Regions from separate parts of the Danio rerio genome. Here region 2 is linked to region 1. The links are chromatin contacts, called in public HiChIP or PLAC-seq maps. All regions are on one chromosome and are shown on one strand. The core of a region is the stretch at or near the end of the contact, and the rest is flanking DNA. Distances in the headings are between cores, read along the strand shown.

The links. HiChIP or PLAC-seq counts read pairs in DNA pulled down with a chosen protein or histone mark.
Region 2: a contact with region 1 is called in an H3K4me3 HiChIP or PLAC-seq map of gastrula embryo, with 2.3 times the contacts expected there. The contact joins the promoter of jade3 here to the promoter of gtpbp6 in region 1. A contact is called at or near these places in 2 of 4 datasets of contacts at active chromatin or transcription factors (embryo and gastrula embryo).

What each region holds. Positions count from the first base shown.
Region 1 is chr6:39,997,631-40,002,787 of GRCz12tu, forward strand. gtpbp6 (GTP binding protein 6 (putative)) reads left to right here and starts at 2,284. Exons shown (of 9, transcript XM_073954341.1): 1 at 2,284-2,856; 2 at 3,229-3,366; 3 at 3,436-3,506; 4 at 4,021-4,151; 5 at 4,387-4,457; 6 at 4,564-4,722; 7 at 4,799-5,007. The coding sequence starts at 2,466. It overlaps nit2 (nitrilase family, member 2), which reads right to left and starts at 2,069. Exons shown (of 10, transcript NM_205611.3): 1 at 1,965-2,069; 2 at 977-1,095; 3 at 740-860; 4 at 516-604. The coding sequence starts at 1,992.
Region 2 is chr6:40,068,961-40,073,543 of GRCz12tu, forward strand. jade3 (jade family PHD finger 3) reads right to left here and starts at 2,184. Exons shown (of 12, transcript NM_201652.2): 1 at 2,046-2,184. rp2 (RP2 activator of ARL3 GTPase) reads right to left here. Exons shown (of 6, transcript NM_213446.1): 6 at 3,930-4,583.

The DNA.
Region 1 (5,157 bases), core at 1,034-3,533:
GATGATAAAAATGAAATTCAATTAGTTCAGTTAATCAAAATAACAGAATCTATTTGAAGCAAAAGTTCTGTAATACACAATACACAATACTCCGGGTGTGTGTTCACAGTAACAGTATATTCACTGATGTATGTGCATGGAGCACAAATTCTGAGTATGGGCCGACATTCTTGGTCACATCATTACTTTAACTTCAATTTTCACTTTAATTTTGCAACAATATAAATGTCTCAGGCATCACAATGGCCCAGTGAGCAGCGCTCTCGCCACACAGCAGGAAGGTCACTGGTTCAAGCCCTGGCGGGGTCAGTTGACATTTCTGTGGCCGTCGTGCATGTGTGTGAATGTGAGTGAATGGGTGTTTCCCACTTCTAGGTTCCACTGCCTAAAACACATGCTGGATAAGTTGGCAGTTCATTCCACTGTGGTGACCTCAGATTAATAAAGGGACTGAGCCAAAGGAAAATGAAGGAAAATGAAGGAAAATGAAGGAATGAATATATGTCTCAACTCACTTTTCTGTGTGTGACAAGCAGCTTTCCATCAGGTCCAAAAACCGAGCAGGTGTTGTAGAGCTTCCCTCCATCCTCCTCTGGAATGGAACCTACAATATGGAAAAATCACATCAGTGGCATGGAAATTAATAGAAAAATCATGTGTGGTACAGAAAATCCCGGACACATGATGAATGACTGGCATGAACAAGTCTAATGTGCTGGCTTGTGTCATAGGGTCTTACCACCAACTAAATAGATCCCACACTTTTTGGCGGTCTCTGACAACACCTGCGTGGACTCTCCAGGAATTTTCTCAGCATACTCTTTAAAAAACCCAGTTCCATAAGGCGAGTTGAAGCACTCCTATAAATAAACATGGATAATGTATAATGAAATGTTTTACATAAACTAATTACAATGTACCAAACACTTCATACAATACTGGTGAATAATATATAACCCAAGGATGTAATACTCACTGGTAAAACAACAACTTTTGCACCTTGTCCTGCAGCCTCCGTCACAAGTGTTTGTGCTCTTCCTAAATTGTCTGCTTTAATCTTTGACACATGCAACTGCACCACAGCCAGTCGAAACTCTAGAGGGCAGAAGATCAATAGTTTGTTTATTAGCCACTGCAAGATCAATGATTCACAACTCACAACTTCAACTTCAAACCAGCAGTCTCATCCGAAGGATTTTGTTTTGGGAGTTTTGCACATTTGTCAAATGAAATACACCAGCTTTATTGAAGTTTTGATTTCTTTAAAGTTGAAGGCTAAGTAAAAACGTTGTTTATACGAAATAGGGCTTCACAGTAAAAAAAGAAAAAAAAATCTGTAAATTAGTATTTTTCATATTTAGCAATTCATGTTTTTTTTTACTTATTTATGTTTTTCGATTGCAATATGCGATCTCTTTCCTCTGCAGTAAGCAAAATAATGTTGAGAAGTTTGAAAACGGACTTTTGTTGACATTTTTAATAGCTTGAAGTGATATTTGATTTATTCCCTGTGTTTGTATTGTAAATTACTGCACAAAAACCTAGTAATAAACTGCCAGTGCTTTGTTTTATACAAGTTATTTTACAGACTTCATTCTCTCTAGATTATTTCCTAAACAATATTTTGTCTCAAACTACTAAAATGCAAATTAAAGTCATAAAAGTTGAATTTTCAACATCAAAAGTCGACAGAGCTGAGATAAAACTGCCGTATAACGCAGTTCAAAACCTTAAATGAACAGAAAACACCATGTGAACCACAAAATGCCTTTTAAATATCTGTTATTTAATAGATAATTTTAGTCAAAACGTAAACAAAATCATATTTGTACATTGAAGAAGCCCAAAACTTTCACAATGTAAAGTAAAATGACGCATATTCATATAGTCACCAAATAAAAATATGATATAACATAATTCAAACACTGAGCAAATGTGTATACCAAAAATATATTTATACTCACTCGACATTGCCTTAACGATACCAGACATTGTTATACTGTTCTGAACAGTAAGTTGTGCAGAAGTATCATGCAGGACCCTTACTACTACCAGTCAAATTAAAAGTCCTCGATTGGATTCCAAAATATAAGTCCTGTTTTCATATTTTTGCTGTCGTTAGGAAGGGTTGTGTGTAACTATTCAACAAACTATAAACACTTACATTTATTAATATATTTATAAAATACATGACGTTTATATAAATGTGTATTTAAAAGAGAAAAACTAAGATTATGTAGTATTATCCTATTTCACAGGCGGCGCAGTTGAGTTAAACGCCTCAGTTTAACACAAGAGAAGAAGATGGATCAAAACATGCACACGGAAACTCATCATTAGTGTGTTAGTTAAGTCAAACAAATTGCTTTCTGGAATATTTTGCTTTATGTGCGTTTAGCGTTCAATGTAAAGGTAACGTTCAATGATTTGGCTGTTTATTATTTTGTAACATAAACCTGAAAAAAATGAATCTGAACAAAATCAGTGTCTTGACCAGACATGTGTTTTTATGCAAACATGTTCTGAGCAGGTCATACGTGAGATTTGCTAAATGTGAAGTAGTCAGATTTCCTCAGTGTGCCTCAAAATTAATTGTAAACACATTACCATCCCAAAGTTTAAAGCCTGGGCTTGTGGTTCCAGTTCTGCCTGCAAGGACTTTGTCTTTGACAGCTCGCATGTTCAAATATGACAACACAGATGACAATAATGTAGAGGAAGATGAAATTGATGACGCAGAAATAGAGAAGCTGTTTCAGGAGCAAATCCCCTCTGGTATTGGTAAAGAAGACCACAGGGTCTTCATTGTTCACCCAGATGTAAAATGGGGGAGCAGAAAGCAATATCTGACCACAGGTAAATTAGTCTTGTTTTACCATTTTAAAATGTGTCACACTACAATTGAGTTAAAGTTGGTTGTATATTTGCACATTCGTTCAGTGGCAACTTGTGACTGACATGCCCCCTATATTGTTTACTATAGTACTTTAAATGTTCGGTTGTAACAACACATTTAATTATAACTTGAAAATAATATTTTTATTATTTTTTTACTGTAAACAACGTAGTTCTCTAATAGTCATTGGATGCTGATATCATTTCACTTTTTACATTGGCAAAGAATGCTTTTCTGAAATGAATTTATTAAGGAGAAGGTCTGAATGTGTGTATGTAAAACCAACTTTACCTCAGTCACACTACATAATGCATAGTTGCTCTTTAAAACAGCGGCACTTCAGATGGAAGAGGCTGTTGGCCTGGTGAAAACTTTACACAAGTGGAGTGTTGTTGATAAGCTCATCCTCTCCACCAAGACGCCGGAGAAGAAAAGAATTTTCGGGAAAGGAAACTTTCAGATGCTTACAGGTATGTGTAGTGCTGGTTTAGAATTGTAAAAAGTTAACTAGACACAAACTGACTTCAGTATATTTCTAGAGAAGATTAGAGCTACTCCTGGGGTCACAGCTGTCTTTGTGAACGTGGAACGTCTTTCACCTTCATCAGAAGTGAGTATTTAGAGAACAAACTGCTGAAATGTTCAATTTAAACAGGAGTCCCAAGCATTTTAAGAAGTAAAAACCAGTACATTCATTTTTTTATTCAGCTTCAACTTTTTTAAATTTAAGAAACAGACCATGAATATATTAGATTATATTGCATTTATTGTATATAAACCACACACACACACACACACACACACACACACACACACACACACACACACACACACACACACACACACACACACACATATTTATATACTATTGTAATATTACTGTAGACCATGGGAGGTCTTGGAGTGAAAAAGTTTAGTACTGCTGCGACAAATGTTTCTGAATACTATGATTATGATTATTTTCTAAGATGCCACATGTTGTATCTGCATGGTTATTACTGGTATATTGTATTAGATTCAGTGTGGCTGTTATTGGATCTGAAGTTCTATCTTGTAACGCATTTGTAGTTAAAGTGTTTTTCATTTTTCAAAGAATCATGCAATGTGCTCTGCTTATGTTTCAGAAAGACTTAGAGGAAGCCTGGGGAGTTAAGGTGCTTGACAGATACTCACTTGTCCTGCACATTTTCCGCTGTAACGCTAAAACAAAAGAAGCCAAACTGCAGATCTCTTTAGCAGAGATTCCCTTGTTCAGGTAAATTATGTTAGTTATTAAAATCTTCTCCTAAATGTTTTCTGATTACATTTATGAGTTATGTACATTTCTGACAGTTATTAAATTAACTGTTATTTTTCAGTTACCACTGTTTAAAGGTTTGGGAGGGTGTGATATGATCAGTGTAATAGAAGATAGATAGGCTAAATATTTTTTTAAGCATTGCAATAGTTTGAAATGTTTTAACAACACATTTGTTTTTTGAATGCAAAAGATCACGCCTGAGAAATGAGGTTGCAAATTTAGACCAGCAAGGTGGTGGCCCAAGGTACATTATGGGTTCTGGTAAGGACAAAAACAACATTCTAATACTTAAAACATTTATTCCAGGGTTATTTTCAATCCTGGGAATACAGTATGTATTTAAGTAGAACTCAAATGTTGTTTTCAGGTGAAACCCTGTATGAAATGCAGCAGCGATTGTTAAAGGAGCGAGAGCTGAAGATCCGATCAGCCCTGGAGCGCCTGAGGAGGAAGAGGAATCTGCTGCGCTCGCAGCGCAAACACAAAGACTTTCCCATCATCTCTGTCATGGGCTACACCAACTGTGGTGAGATTTGGATTCATATTAACCTGTTATTTGAGATTGTAGGAAGCACATTAAACAGTCTTTTGTTTTTTTAAAGGTAAAACCACTTTGATTAAAGCTCTGACTGGAGATGATGGGCTTCAGCCTAAAGACCAGCTCTTTGCCACACTGGATGTTACAGTACATGCAGGACAGCTGCCGTGTCACATGACTGTACTGTATGTAGATACCATTGGCTTTTTGTCGCAGCTCCCTCATCAGCTGATAGACTCCTTCTCTGCCACGCTGGAGGATGTGATACATTCTGTATGTACCCAAACAATACCTAAAGGGGACCTATAGTGCAAAAATCACTTTTAAAACACATTTGTGTGGCAACAGTGTGTGAATATAGCCAGCCTTTAATAGGATTTTTTATTATTATTATTATTATTTTTTATTATTAAAAAATTATTA
Region 2 (4,583 bases), core at 934-3,433, 71 kb after region 1:
GCAAGTTGGAGCTAAGCTATGCAGGACATCGGCCCTCTAGGACCGAGTTTGGACATCCCTGATTTAGATGAACTGCAGCATCACAGTAAAGTGGAGTAGACTGCAAAATGTAATGTTTTGGATGTGCTAAATGTTGAATTTGTGCATTTAAATACATTGTGAGGTCAACATGCAGTGTTCTTCCTCCAGCTTTCAAAATGGCTTGTATTGTTATTTAAAAGAGAAGTGTAGCTGGAGTAAACTTTGTATGAATGAAAATGAAAGCATTAATAAATGACAAAATATTGTGCATAAACTAAATAAACCAGAAAGACTTAAGAAAAATTGAAAATAACAATAAAACTATTGGTGACCAGCTGACTGACTGAATGAGAGCAAAAAGATAGTGCATGTGTAAAAATAACGACAATTTTAGAATTAATTTCAAGACTAAACCAAAAGAAACAACAAAAATATTTTGTGAAGGAATTTACTGAACATTGAGAAGGATGCTTCAATGCACTTGCTCACTGTTGGCGTGTACATGTGATGGTATTTTATAATCAGATACAACCTCATGAAGAACACACTGTGTGTGAAGGTGTTAAAACAGCACTGGTAATTCATTCATCACACACAAATCATCATTAGCTGCAAGGTGACGAGTTTCTTTTGCCTATATTAAACTTTAATCTACACTAAAGCTACAATGAAGAAAAAATTAATACATAACTGTGTGCAATAAAAAGGTTTGACAGATGTATGGGGTTCTTGAGGAACTACAGACGGCAATAACATTTATTCTTGGAGTGAAGGAGAGTAAAATTCATTTATATGTGTGTTCTTTTATTTCTACAATCAAATATAAATTACTAAAAACTTAACAGAATTATTCTAAATATGCGAGTTTAAGGAGCTTGTTCATGATGGCACCTAGAGTCACTGAACAATTCTTTTTTCAAATGAATCAAACGACTCGACTCACTGAATCAAACGCGCCTCCGACACCTTCTTTGTATTTTCAAAGCATTATTTACATTTGCATGTTTATTAATAAAAATGTTACCTAGTTAATGTCCATTTATAATGCTGAAAAAACGCTCGACGAGTAGCACACACGTTTAAGCCTGCGGTCAGGGATTTCGCGGGAAGCAGTGGGGGGAACGGAAGCTCAAGGAGGGCATTCCCGAATTCCAACAACTACACTTCCGTTCCAAACTTTCTAATGCACCGTGCGCCTACCACCGTCAGGGTTAATGCATGTTTTGTCATCTATAATTACATTTTACAAAGTACACTCCATTATCATACTCATTTTTATCAGTTAAATCACACATTTCGCTACTTTACCGAACATTAAAGACAAAAACATTATGCAATGCTTTAAAAACAAAGTTGCTTCATTACAAGATCCATATGCAGAACGAAAAGCGACGCATTTTAGCGAATAAGCAAAACTATGCACCTTTAATAAACACCATGCAAAAGAAAACAATTTAAACATCACGTCGCCTGTTTGTAAACCCAAAGCATGATGCAACGAGGAGAAATATGTCCACTTTTAATTTTCTTAAACTAAGGTTCAGGTTTATAACGTTACTCGTGCTGAATGCACAGATCAACTCTAGAAGTTCACACAGTTAACGTTAAATAAAGAACCGGATGGTAAACAGAAGCGCTTAGCTGTCTCACAAACAGCAGCACTGTGCCCATGTGTGAGCATGAACCGCTGCTGGCCTCCATTGCTGAACACGCGAGGGTTCCTGACGGCCTTGGCGCCAAACTCGAGCCGCCCTACATGACGAACCCTCTCCAGTCACTACAATCCCCTCTGTGCTGACATATTACCACTGACTGTGCGTATATAACCGCGTTCAGTGCGCGTTCGCAATGTTTAACCTAAACATAATTATATCGCTGATACCAACACTGTCCTAGTTGAATAATGAGGACGTAAAACGCTTCTCGGAGGAATGGTAGGAGGCAGCAGGCCCCTCAGCCTGGAGAACTGGCACACTGAGCCCTGTGTGAAGACACGAGCAGTATTGTTCGAGATGCACCCTTACCTAACATCCAAAAATGCTGTGCTTCAGGACGATCGTGAGCGCCGATAGACTCCGCAAGGCTGTCTTCAAGTCAGCAGCGCTGAGGTGCAGTAAATACCGGTGTTTTCCGTATTTTTCTGGTTTCTGTCCCACTGTCAATATCCCAAAAGCAGAAATCACCCTCTTCACCACGACACAACAGCTCTATTGTACTACCCAAACGCTGGGTCCTAGAGCCCGCCCCGTTCACGGCCCCACTGCTTGCCCAGCCAGGGGAAGCAGATTTCTTTTCAGGGGTAGTTAAATGTCCCCTTACAGTGCTGTGATGGAGGTAACGTTAGAATTTAGATTAAAGTCACAGTATTTTAGCTAAATTAGTATTTATTACGATATAATACAGCACTTTTTCTCATAAAGGGCCCAAAACTATACTTGATTGAGGGCTGTGGGCAGAAGATAAATATAGCAAACAGTTAAGGTCAACATGGGTATTTTCCTAATTTATATTCCTAATATATATATATATATATATATATATATATATATATATATATATATATATATATATATATATATATATATAAATAGAAAACATTGCTTTATATTAACTAATGCAGTATAATTTAAAAGATAATATATATAAATATAATGAACGTATTACAGTAAAAACAATTCCATTGATTACACAATGGAGTTCAATGGCAAATAACAACACAAGTCAAGCTTTTGCATCAATTTGCCCACAATGTGCATTGTCCTCTATTCAACAAGAGACAGTATTTACATTATTATAAACCTGATTCCTTGTCAACATTTAATTTAAATGCTTAATTTTAAATTGCTATAAAACAGACAAAAAGATTACTTTAAATTTAAAATGACAATCTCTGTAAAAAATATTCTCTTCAATGCTCCTCATCATTCTCTTTTCAGATGAGATGGTAGGCCAAATAAAAGCTGTCATGAGTATATGGGTAAAATATATATATATATATATATATATATATATATATATATATATATATATATATATATATAGTGTATAATACAACGCTACATTGGTGAACTGTCATTCACCAAAGAAACCTACTTAAAGAAAAGAAAATATTTTTCTACCAAACAAACTTGTCAGTCATATTTAGAATAAAAATAATTTGAATACATTTAAATACATTATTTCACCTATATTTTTTATATCACATAAATCACAAAATTGGTTTGAAACGCATTTAATGCATCTCATTTTGACTCATTTTGCAATATATACCAAAGCAAACATTCCATGGAATTTACTAAAATAAATGTATTATACACATAGCTTTATATAACATAACACTTCTTGTTTTTAGCACGGTAGAAAACTGATTTAATGATTAATATTGTGCATTTTTAAGATTCTTTTATAACCAGCAAGGTAAAAATCTGTCCTACCAGAATTAAACTATTAATTTCAACCTGTCCCCTGATGTTTATATTGGACCCCTGAAGAAAATACAACTTTTTTGTGCTCAACAAATCAGACAACTACTCTAACTCTTTTTGTTTTTTTTAAACATGATATTTGAATACTTTTTACTGACAGAAAGAGATTATTATTAAAGAAATTATTATAAAAGCAATGCGGTCAAAATTCAGAACCACAACATTTCACAACACCACTTACAGTTACTCACAATCTCTTTCTCTGAGCAAATATGTACTCAACTAACAAAACTATTCACTAGTTGGCATTTGTCGTAATACATTCACATTTAGTGTTGTGCTTATTTGCATGTGGAAAAAAGATGAGACAACTTTCGATCAGTATGATTGTATTGACAAATCACAGTTATTATTCATCCCTAAAAAACTGTCTTGTACAAATAGGAACATTTAGAAGAAAAAAAAAAAAATCACTATTTTTTCTTTTGAAGTGTACAAATGATTCTGGTCACAGAAAAGTTGTTGTGCTCTTTAAAATGATCCTAGAAAAATAGAACAATGTAAAGGAGACGATTAATGCTCCTGTTTAGTAGTACATTCGACCTATCAGTTTCAGCATTTACATTCTTTTCAGAACAGTGCTACTGTAAAAACTTATACAATAAAAACAGATGTCATTTGAAAAACAAGACAATACTGAAAAAAACATACAAATAAAAAGCTATGCTAACTGTAAAATAAAATACATTTATATCGGTCATATAAAAAAATCTAATTCAATACAATTCATGTTTTTAGGCATGTGACAAAATCTGAACAATATTGTTTTTACATCTAACAAATATACACAGGCATGATGACTATACACTAAGTAAAGGAGACGTACTGTATACAGCCAAGACAGAGTAAAACAATTTCCAGCTATACATTTATGAAAAAAAAGGAAATTCAATAAATATCTATATAATCAAATTCATTATTTTCAGCATAAGCGATGAAATTGTCCACAGCAATGTTTGATTAGACTTTAGTTCTAGTACTCTATCTAAAGGCACTTGCCTTCTTGATTGGATCCAAATAAACTCGCTGACAATATGTCAATATAATCAACATGAAAATGTCAAATTGTCAGATCCA